Linked DNA regions of Ovis aries: region 1 is linked to region 2. The links are chromatin contacts, called in public Hi-C maps. All regions are on one chromosome and are shown on one strand. Each heading gives the region's core, a stretch centred on a gene start, on an enhancer-like site or on the middle of the called end of the contact. The rest is flanking DNA. Distances are from core to core; before and after follow the strand shown.

Region 1 (4,824 bases), core at 1,914-4,413, 51 kb before region 2:
TATTACTATCAGTAGGAATACCACATATTATTTCACAACAGCCACTGTGCATTTCTTTTTAAAAAAAAATTAATTTATCTTAATTGAAAGCTTTACAATATTGTGGTGGTTTTTGCCACACATCAAGATGAATCAGCTACGGGTGGACATGTGTCCCCCATGCTGAATCCCCCCCCCAACCTCCCTCCCCACCCCATCCCTCTGGGCTGTCCCACAGCACCGGTTTTGAGTGTCCTGAGAAGCGTTCCCTCTTTATGTAAAACAGAGAAACCAGTATGCTCAGATGCATCAGACTTTTAAACATGCTTTAAATCATTCAAAAAAGTACCCAAATCACTGTCATTACAGCTACCAGATAGCAGGCATACTATGACGATCATCACACAGCTTCATTTATTTCTAAGAAGGCTCTAAAGTATGTTACTATACCTTACACGGTAGGAAGCCGAAGCTCAGAGGGGATAAGGGACCTGCCTACCCAGGTCAAGGCTACCCACCTAATCAACGGAAGGGTGGGGATTTGAATTCAAATTTACCTAATTCCAAAGAATGTGCGTTCTTCTACACTGTGCTACCTCCCCAGGTCACAACAGAGGTATAAACAGGCAGGGGAGTGAATGAATGGATGTGCCGGGCAGTCTTAGCCATTTCAACAAAAAAGGGAGAAATTTCCCCAATCAGAAACCACTTTACAAAATCCACAGCACACGATTTAAACCTCGATTCTTTTCAAGAAGTAATTAACGGGTTAACAGGAAAGGTCAGACATCCTTGTATGAAGTACAGTAAATCGCATTACAGGCCTGCAAGTAAGCTGTCACCGTGAACGAGTCCTCAGGTTCAGTGGTTCTCTGGGTCCCATGTTTGGGTGAAGTACCAATCAAGCCACTTCGCCCAATACAAATACCTCCTGAGCACCTGTGCTAAGACTCCTGGGCAAAGAGGCACACAGCTGAGACTCATCACAGCCCTGCGGAGTCAACAGGCTGGAAAAGGAGTCCATTTATATTACATATGCAGTAACTAGTCGTTAGGCAAAAAAAAATGAAGTGCAAGAAACCCTAAAAAAAAGATTTAAAAAAAATAAAGTGCAAGAAACCCTTAAAAAAGATATGTATAACATGCTATCAGAGAGGCAGAGGAACTGATCTGCTTGTCACTTAAGGTTCTAAGCAGTGTTTGTTTACATTTTGTCCCTCCCTGACAACTCCTTTCAACCTCTGTCAACCCCTCCTCCCAGCCCCCACCCCACCCCCTACATACAAGCCATCTAAAGCTGCACAACTTTGGGAAGGAAAACCCAAAGGGCAAGGATTATGACTCCTAAAACCAACCTTGTGGCTGTACTTCAAAAATCCAAGCTTATGCCATCAGGACATTTTTCTTTAGCTTTGGCAGGTGAACACAGTTGCAAAATGAGGCCAAAGAAACCAGAAAAACCCAGGGCACACCTCACATCGGTCACTCAGCAGGAGAAACCAATCCAAAGGCAAACTGACCCGCACGGTGTTTGGTTCGAAGTTTACTTGTTAATTTAACAGACGGCAAAGGAATACAAAACAATGGATAGAAACACATTCTGGTCATTTTCTTCCACCACGCAATTTGACAGACATTTATGCTGGATCCACCGTGGGGATTTAAACAGAATCATTCTGACTTCATAAGCCAAATGAACTGAATTCAGCAGAACGAAGCACCCAAAGCTTGACAACAGGGCTTGCCGTCTGCAAATCCCCAAGAGACCACGGAAGGCTACGGGACTGTAACAATGATTTATCACAGTTCCTTTACAAACTTGCTGAAAACGATTCTTCCAAGTGATTTTTCCAGCGTTTATCCTGATCTGGGGGATCCAACGATTTAAAAAAAAAAAATAGAAAAAGTCACTTATGAAAATAAAACGGGGGAGGGGGTTGCTGAACGAGAAAAAAAGGCACTGTTTTTTACTTTAGTTCCGTATGCCTGCGGCAACAAACTCTCAAAATAACTTCACTGAGGAGTGTTAAAAAGCTCAGACTGAACACCAAGTATTGCTCAATCCAACTTACATTTGTGAACTTCTGAGTTCACAGTTAAGATCTAGAAAACTAAATGCTACGGAGTCATTTTGTTCTAAGCACTATTACCAAAAAAAAACAAAACCCTATCCTTTCTTCTGATAGAAAAACTCTTGAGGACTTCCCCCATATTTATTTAAAAGTTTAACCTACTGGTTGACTTTGGTGGGGGGGGAAGAGGGGGGAAGGAAAAGGGGTTCAGTAAGTGGTATTTACCAAAAAAAAAAAAGTATTCTTTGGTTTCAAAGTTTGGCTGCACTTGAACTCGACAAGAGCGGAGCCCAGGCCACGGTCCCAAGGCGGGTCCCCCCCGGGCTGCACGTCTCCGACCCGCGCGGGCGCCCCGGCCGCGCCCCCGGGAGCAGGCGCCCAGGGCGCCCCCGCGAGGCCGGCCCGGCCCGGCGTGTTTACCGCTCGCCGCAGCCCCCGAGAGCCGCTCCCTCGAGTCCTCGGCACTTGTTCGCCGGCACCCGGACCGGTGGGACCCGCGGAGCAGCCGCAGCTCCCGGGGGCGGGGGGCGACTGCGGCCCCCGCTCCCGGAGGAGCCGACCCGGAGGTCCGGGCCCCGCCGGGATGCCTCGCGGGAAGGGGCCATCGCAGCCGGGCGGGACCGGCCGCGCCCCCCCAACCCGGGAGCGGAGGCGGCCCCGGGGTTGGGCTGCGGGAGCGGCGAGGCGCGCCGCGGCCCCGGGCAGACAATGCGTGATGGGGGGCCCGGGCTGAGGCGCGGGGAGCCGGGGGGCGATCCCGCGCGCCCATGCATCCCAGCCCGCGCGCGCCCCCGGCCGCACCCCAGCAGCCCCGCGCCCCCTCCCGGAGCGGCCCGCGATCCCCGCCGCGACCCCTCCTCTAACCGCAAAACTTCCCCCAACTCCGCCGAGTTCAATCGCGCTCTCACCGTGCGGTGCCCGGGGCTCCCCCGCGGGCCGAGCTGGAGCAGCTCCGCACCTTGGCCGCGGAGAAAGACAATAAGCGGCCGCTCCCCCGGCGGCGGCTTGGAAACTGCGGCGGCCGAAGCGAGGAGCGGGAGCGGCGACCTCGGCGGAGCCCAGGAGCCTCTCCGCAGCTGCTCCGGCTCGGCGCTAGCCCTGCCCACAGCCCCAAACCGCCCGCGCATGCGCCGCGCGCCGCTAGGGAGGTGGGCGGGACACCCAGGGGGCGGTAACGCCTCCGAGCCCGCCGTGAGTGAGCGCGGCGCCAGGAGCTGCGCGCCGGGGTTGCGCGGCAGAGCTGCCCATCAAACCCCTCCCGGCTAATAGGAAGGCGCCTGGGCGGCCCCTCAGGTTGCTAAGGAAGGCTGAGGTTGACGGCAGCTGCTGCGCTCCGGCGAAGTGATCAAAGTCGGGTGGCTGGTGGAGGTGCCGACTGATATGCTCACCCACCCTCTCCTCTGCTCCCTGACTCCGGAAACCGCCCTTCCTCTGTGTCAGGGTGCTCACCTGAGCGGCAGCACTTACCATAACACACCCTGAGATGATTTACTCTTCTCTTTCCCTCCCCTTGAAATCAGAAAGTGGGGTCTTTTCCAGAGAGTGGAGCGCAGTGCCTTTGAGAGTCGCTGCTAGGTATTCAACAAGTGTTTTAGTTAGATGGGTCGCTGGCGTATGATGGCATCGGGATTGTGACAGGGTATTCCGTGAACTTTGGGCTTTTCACCGCAAATCTTCAAGTTGCAAGGACATAAAAAATCATCTGGTCGCTTTTGAGAAACAAAATGTGGTCTCTTGGTACACGAAGAAGCTCATTTTGCAAGTTGTGCGTTTTAGTGTATATTGGGGAGAAACACCTATCACATCAAACGATTATTTCATTTATGTTGTTTCTTAGATAAAAATGAATCTACTTAGAGAAAAACTTTACGTAAAAAATGGACACACTTTATATGAACTTGATATAAGTTCAGAGATGTGCAAATTGATTGTAATCAAGGCAAGAACAGTGGTTACCTAGAGAGAGAAGCATTATTGGCTGGAAAGTGTAGGGCGGGTGCTGGGTACGTTTGGTATTTTGATCTGGATGGTAGATAACAAAGGTATAGACTTAGACGGTGAAAATTCATCCAGTGTACAATGAAGATTAGTGTACTTTTACACATATTCATATTTTTATATCAACTTAAAATACTTACAAACGATATGCCCCACAAAAATGTGAAGATGCAAGCGACTATCTTTTGTGAAACCCTGATCTAGTCAAGTTCCTACCAGAGTGGGGATTTTGTGGATACTTCCTGTTTGTATGGGAGACAGAGCCTCTGGCCCTCTATCGCTGCAGCTCCGGGCTCTTTCTTCTCCTCCAGTCTCGGCGGGGGCGTCAGGAAAGGGCCCCAACCGCCTCTGGCCCCACACCCTGCGCCGTCCTGTCCTAGGCCCCAGCAATCTGAGGCCGGCCAGTCGGCTTCTCACCAGCCCTCGCCCCACCCAAGCTTTCCCCACCCCAAATCCCTGGGAAGGAAAACGCCTCCTGCGAAATCTGTATGCAGGTCAAGAAGCAACTGTAGAACCCCACATGGAACAACAGACTGGTTCCAAATTGGGAAAGGAGTACTATCAAGTCTGTATATTGTCACCCTGCTTATTTAACTTAAATGCAGAGTACATCAAGCGAAGTGCTGGGCTAGATGAAGCACAAGCTAGAATCAAGATTGCTGGGAGAAATATCAATAACCTTAGATATGCAGATGACACCACCGTTATGGCAGAAAGCGAAGAACAACTAAAGAGCCTCTTGATGAAAGTGAAAGAGGAGTGTGAAAAGGCTGGC
Region 2 (5,464 bases), core at 58-2,557:
GAAGTGAAAGAAGCAAGGCACAGAGCAATAGGTATCGTGTACCACGCTTGTGTACACATGGGAGAAAAATAAGTCTATACAGTTCTCATTAACTGGTATATGTATAGAGAAATGCTGAACGTGCCTCTACGACAAGGAGCGCACGACAGCGGTTACCTGTGTATGTGGCAAAATAGACAAGATGAGGGCAACTGGACATTTGCGGGTCAGTGGGGATGAGGTGTTTTTTAAACTTTTTATTTCATGTTGGAATACAGCCTATTAACAGTGTTGTGGTAGTTTTAGGTGACATCAAAGGGACTCAGCCATACACATCCATGTATCCATTCTCCCCCAAACTCCCCTCCCATCCAGGCTGCCATGTAACATTGGGCAGAGTTCCTTGTGCTAGACGATAAGTAGGTCCTTGTTGGCTATCCACTTTAAATATAGCAATGTATACATGTTCATCCCCAACTCCCTAACTAGACGAGAGACTTTTTATTGTATCTCTTTCTAGCCTTTATGATTTCGAAAGATGTGACTGTATAATATGCTTATGTGCTGTGCTCATTGCTCAGTTGTGTTCAATTCCCTGTGACCCCAGAGCCCGTCAGGCTCCTCTGCCCATGGAATTTTCCGGGCAAGAATACTGGAGTGGCGTGCCATTTCCTGCTCCAGAGGATCTTCCCAACCTAGGGAGCGAACCCACATCTCTTGTGTCTCCTGCATTGGCAGGCGGACTCTTCACGCCTAGCACCACCTAGGAAACCCATTAGTGTTTATAAATTAAATCAAATAAACAAGCATTATAGCTCTGACACTTTGTTACCAGCTGATCCTGGAAACTTACTTAACATCTTCCAGTCTGGATGTTGACTTCAGGGCAATGAAGATATTTACATTTGCCCTCCATGGCCTGCTAGGTCCCTGAGCAACAGTAAGTGGAAAGCCCAGTGCTTGGAGGAGTGCCCACAAATGTTGGGTGAGCTTCCTTCCCTATGGGAGTGCCAAGGTTCTCTCTGTTCTGGGGCAGAGCTGCGAGCCACTGGCTCCGAATTTCTCAGGAAACAATTTAGGTGCAACCTTCTCCTGCTTGCCTTGTCGAGACTTAGTATCTGAGTCGTAGCTCTCCAAGTAAAAATGATCGGTGACCTTAAGAATTCAGTGGCAAAAACAAAAAAAAAAAAAAAAAAAGAATTCAGTGGCCCCTGAACACTCTTTTGGGCGGGGCAGCCTCTAGAAACCTCTGCTTCACTTCCTTGTTGGTTTGTCTCTTCCCCATCGGCTGGCTCTGCTTGTAGTCAACTCTTGCCTGACTTCCTGGGGAGCAGTCCCAGGGCTCAGGTGCCTCCCCCGGGGGCGGGGGCGGGGTGGAAGGAGGCCGCTTGCCTGAAGTGAGGGGACCGAAGTCTGTTATCAGTGAATCAAGCTTTCTGCCCCAGGGAAGCCTTGGGAAGAGAGCCAGGAGCCGGAGGAGGGGCTCCGAGGGACCACCCAGCACCCCAGCCCGGTCTTGTGATGCGGGGGTCACGGGGTGCTCTGACATCGAGACTGGTGTGTGATCGTTCGCAGGTCAACGCCGAGAGTCGCAAGCGGAGCTCGGAGGTTAGGACAGAACCCGCAGTGCTGGGCGGAACAAAGCCAGCCGCACACACGCTTGCCCGGCCCTTTCGCTTCCTCGGGGAAGGGACCGCGCGCGGCCTCTAGCGGCCTCTCCTACACCTGCACTCCCGAGTCTACACCCTTGTGCATGATGGGTCCTGTGCAACTCTGCCGCGGGTACGTGGGCAAGAGGCTGCGGGACCGCGTGACGTGGTCCTCGGAAAACCCTAACCCGGCAGAGTTGTGGCGGGTCCCGTCGGCAAGCGTGTGAGTCAGGCTGGACCCCACCCGCCCCTCGCCTGCCGCTCTGGGCTCCACCCGCCTATCCACGCTGCATCCAGAGCTCCTCCCCACGCCCTTCCTCCGGCTCCTCTCCCAGCTCGGTTCCCCTCTCCGCCTCAAGTTATCCAGGGGCTGTCTGCTGCCGTTAATCTCAGGCAATGCTTTGCAGCACCGGTCGCTGCATGCCTTCAGGCCCTCCTCTGCACGGATCCTGGGGCCTAATATTTCTTGAATGAGTGAAGCAAGCCTGTTTGAGTAAGTTGAGAGAGGACCTGAAGTTGAACTGCTTCCATTCGCCTTAATCTATTTTCTAGGTTATTTAAAAACATGCAGCAGTGACTCTTTTCTGCCGATAGTTACAAAATTTTGGTATTATGAAATGTGCTGGACACAACGATCAAATCAAATCCTCTGATTTTTTGGAAGATCATTGTAAACCCTATCTTTGTTCCCTATTGAGAAACAAAACAAAAAACGAAACAACAAAAAACCACAAAAGACAAAAAAAAACCACCCAAACGCTTGCATACTCACTGGGTATATGAAACTGTTTAAGGTACAAGTACTACATTTTCTTGAACCCAAGATGGATCCTTTTAGGGCAATTACAAAGATATAACCTGGCTTTGATTTTTGTGCATATTCTTACTTCAAATGTCTGTTTTCTGTATTACCAGCTACTGTCCACAGAGGGTCATAAATCCCCTGGAGAAGTCATATGTTACACCACGTGATTTGCTTTGCATCTGTTTTGCAGCTGTTCACTTTGCAGTTTTATTTTGCCTGTTGGAAACCCTAGAGCAGTACTTCTGAAACATGAATGTACATACGGGTCACTTGGAGGATCTTGATAAAATGCAGATTTTGTGTTAGAAGGTCTGGGGAGGGCTGAGATTCTATAGTTCTAAGGAGACGCCAGGTGGTGCCGATTCTGCTGCTCCGGACACCACCCTTAGAATGGTGAGGTGGCGGAAAAATAGGAACAAAAGGACGGAACGCTCGTGGGATTAGTGTGGACGCGCTTGCACTGAGAACTGGCTGTGGAGGAGTTTTCCTTGGAGAGTCTGGTCTACTCTTCCCCTTGCCCTTCACTTTCCCTTTTCTTTAAAATATTCTTTCCTGTTGTCTTGATTGGAGAGAAACTGGGAAAGCAAAGCCAGAAGCTATGTTGATCCAGGATGTGTGGGTAACATCTTAGGCTTCTTCGGGTCATCTGGGCTGGAAGAAAATGAAAGGATCTGCAGCTTAGCTATCGCTGAACCCTGTGCGGCCTCTGCACTTTGTGTAAGAGCAACCAGAAGGAGACCCAGAACCGCGGTTTCAGTTCCCTCAACTTTATGTTACTAATGTGAGAGATACAGCGGGCATTTGCAAGGGGCTCTGCTCTGCTCTTTTCTTTCCGCATGCTGTGATCAAGGGCGGGGTTTCTCAGCTGCTGCACTGTTGAAATTTGGGGCTGGATAAATATTTGTTGTGGGAGAACCTGACTGTCCTGGGTGTTATAGGATGTTTGGCAACATCTCCTGGACTCTTACCATTTAGAAATCTGCAGCGCCTGCCCCGCCCCCGCCACTAGTTCCCAGTTGTCACAACAAAAAAAGTCTCCAGACATTTCCTAGATAACATCTTGGGGACCAAAATTGCCCTTGTTTGAGAAACACTGATCTAAGATAAAGAATATTCCGTCAGTTCTACTCGATGTCTATCTTTCCCAGCTTTATCTGTCTTTTTAAATAGCATCTTATTTTCCACTTCCTAGGTGGAATGTTTCTAAGTGGGATACCACAAAATGAAGTTTCCAAATTAGTGACGCTAAGGCATATCAGTTTGTACTCCGTGCCTATTCCAATGGATTGGTTCTGGCTACTAGAGACACTAGGTTGAAGAGGGTTCTGAGGATTCCATTTGCATCAGGAAATAGCATTGTCTGCCACGGATGTGGGGTAGAGTGGCCATTATGTTTGCCATGAGTTTGTCTCATTTAAAACTATAAATTGCCAGCTTCCTCTGCATTCCAGTTTATTCTCAGGGGGGCAGTAGCTGGAGTCTGTTGAAAAGCATGTTGGCTTTGGGATCTGAAGATCTGAGTTGGAATTCCAGCTATGCCATTTACTAAATATGACCTTGAATGAGTGGATCATTTAATCTCGAGTTTCAGTTTCCTCAGCTTAGAAAATGGGCTATTCATTCCTAGGTCATACAATGGGTGTGAGGATTAAAGGAGACAAATGAAAGTATCAAAATAGTACCTGTCTTACAGGGCAGAGGTCCCCAACCCCTGGGGCCATGGACTGGTGCTGATTCGTGGTGTGTTAGGAGCTGATCCACACAGCAGGAGGTGAGTGAGCAAAGCTTCATCTGTATTTACGATTGCTTCAGGTGGCGCTGGTGGTGAAGAACCTGCCTGTCAATGCAGGAGACATAAGAGATGTGGGTTAGATCCCCTGGGTTGGGAAGATCCCTTGCAGGAGGGCGTGGCAACCTACTCCAGTGTTCTTGCCTGGAGAATCCCATGGACAGAAGAGCTTGGCAAGCTGTAGTCCATAGGGTCACAAAGAATTGAACATGACTAAAGCGACTTAGCACGCACTCATCACTCAGATTACTGTGTGAGCTCCACCTCCTCTCAGATCAGCTGTGGCATTAGTTTCTCATAGGAGCAAGAATCCTACTGTGAACTGCGCATGCAAGAGATCTAGGTTATGGGCTCCTTATGAGAATCATCCTGAAACCAACCCCCTCAACCCCCAACCCCTAGCCCGCGGAGAAATTTTCTTCTGTGAAACCAGTCCCTGGTGCCAAAAAGGTTGCAGACTGCTATGACAGGGAATGCTCAACAATAATTGATATATTATTTATTCGATCAATAAATAGATGTCACAAATATATGGCCAGGGAATAGCATCCTATATTAAATGTTTGGAAAATTTCAGAAGATAAAAGTAGGGTCTTGAAAGAGCTTATCCGGAAGAAAAAAGGAAGGGGCCGGAAGGGTTGGGCCAAGCATCCTCTCAAAGTGGACTTATACTGGGAAGCTGTTAAACTGGCCCTCAGTGAGAAAATAATTTAGAAGAAGTAAGAGATATTTGTAGAGATGACTCACTAGGAGAACCCTAAAGAGTTTTCGAAGTTTGTCCCCAGACAAGCAGCAGTAGCATCACCTGGGAGCTTGTCAAAAATAAAGTCACAGGACTTCCCTGGTGGTCCAGGGGTGAAGAACCCATCTGCCAATGTAGGGCACACGGTTTTGGTCCCTGATTCAGGATTCCACATGCTATGAAGAAGTGAAGTGAAGTGAAGTCACTCAGTCGACTCTTTGTGACCCCGTGGACTGTAGCCTACCAAGCTCCCCTGTCCATGGGATTCTCCAGGCAAGAATACTGGAGTGGGCTGCCATTTCCTTCTCCAGGGGATCTTCCCGACCCAGGGGTCAAACCCCGGTTTCCCGCATTGGAGGCAGACACTTTAACCTCTGAGCCACCAGGGATGGGTCCCAGGTATCACAACTGCTGAGTCTGCACTCTAGTGCCCAAGAGCTGCAACTAGAGCTGGTACTTTGCAACAAGGGAAGCCACCATAGTGAGAAGCCCTCACACAG

The links. A called contact is a pair of places that touch in the nucleus more often than the background predicts.
Region 1: a contact with region 2 is called in a Hi-C map of skin fibroblasts, with 3 times the contacts expected there. The contact joins the promoter of AKAP13 here to the enhancer-like site in region 2. A contact is called at or near these places in 5 of 16 Hi-C or Micro-C datasets (blood, mesenteric adipose tissue, skin fibroblasts and 1 more).

What each region holds. Positions count from the first base shown.
Region 1 is chr18:15,616,994-15,621,817 of ARS-UI_Ramb_v3.0, reverse strand. It overlaps AKAP13 (A-kinase anchoring protein 13), which reads right to left and starts at 3,163. Exons shown (of 39, transcript XM_060402005.1): 1 at 2,960-3,163.
Region 2 is chr18:15,563,269-15,568,732 of ARS-UI_Ramb_v3.0, reverse strand. No RefSeq gene overlaps it. Among named protein-coding and RNA genes, the nearest start is that of TRNAY-GUA, 49 kb to the left of the region's middle. Within about 2 kb of position 1,307, at least 41 of the 54 cell types and tissues checked have an H3K27ac peak or open chromatin away from gene starts, as enhancers often do.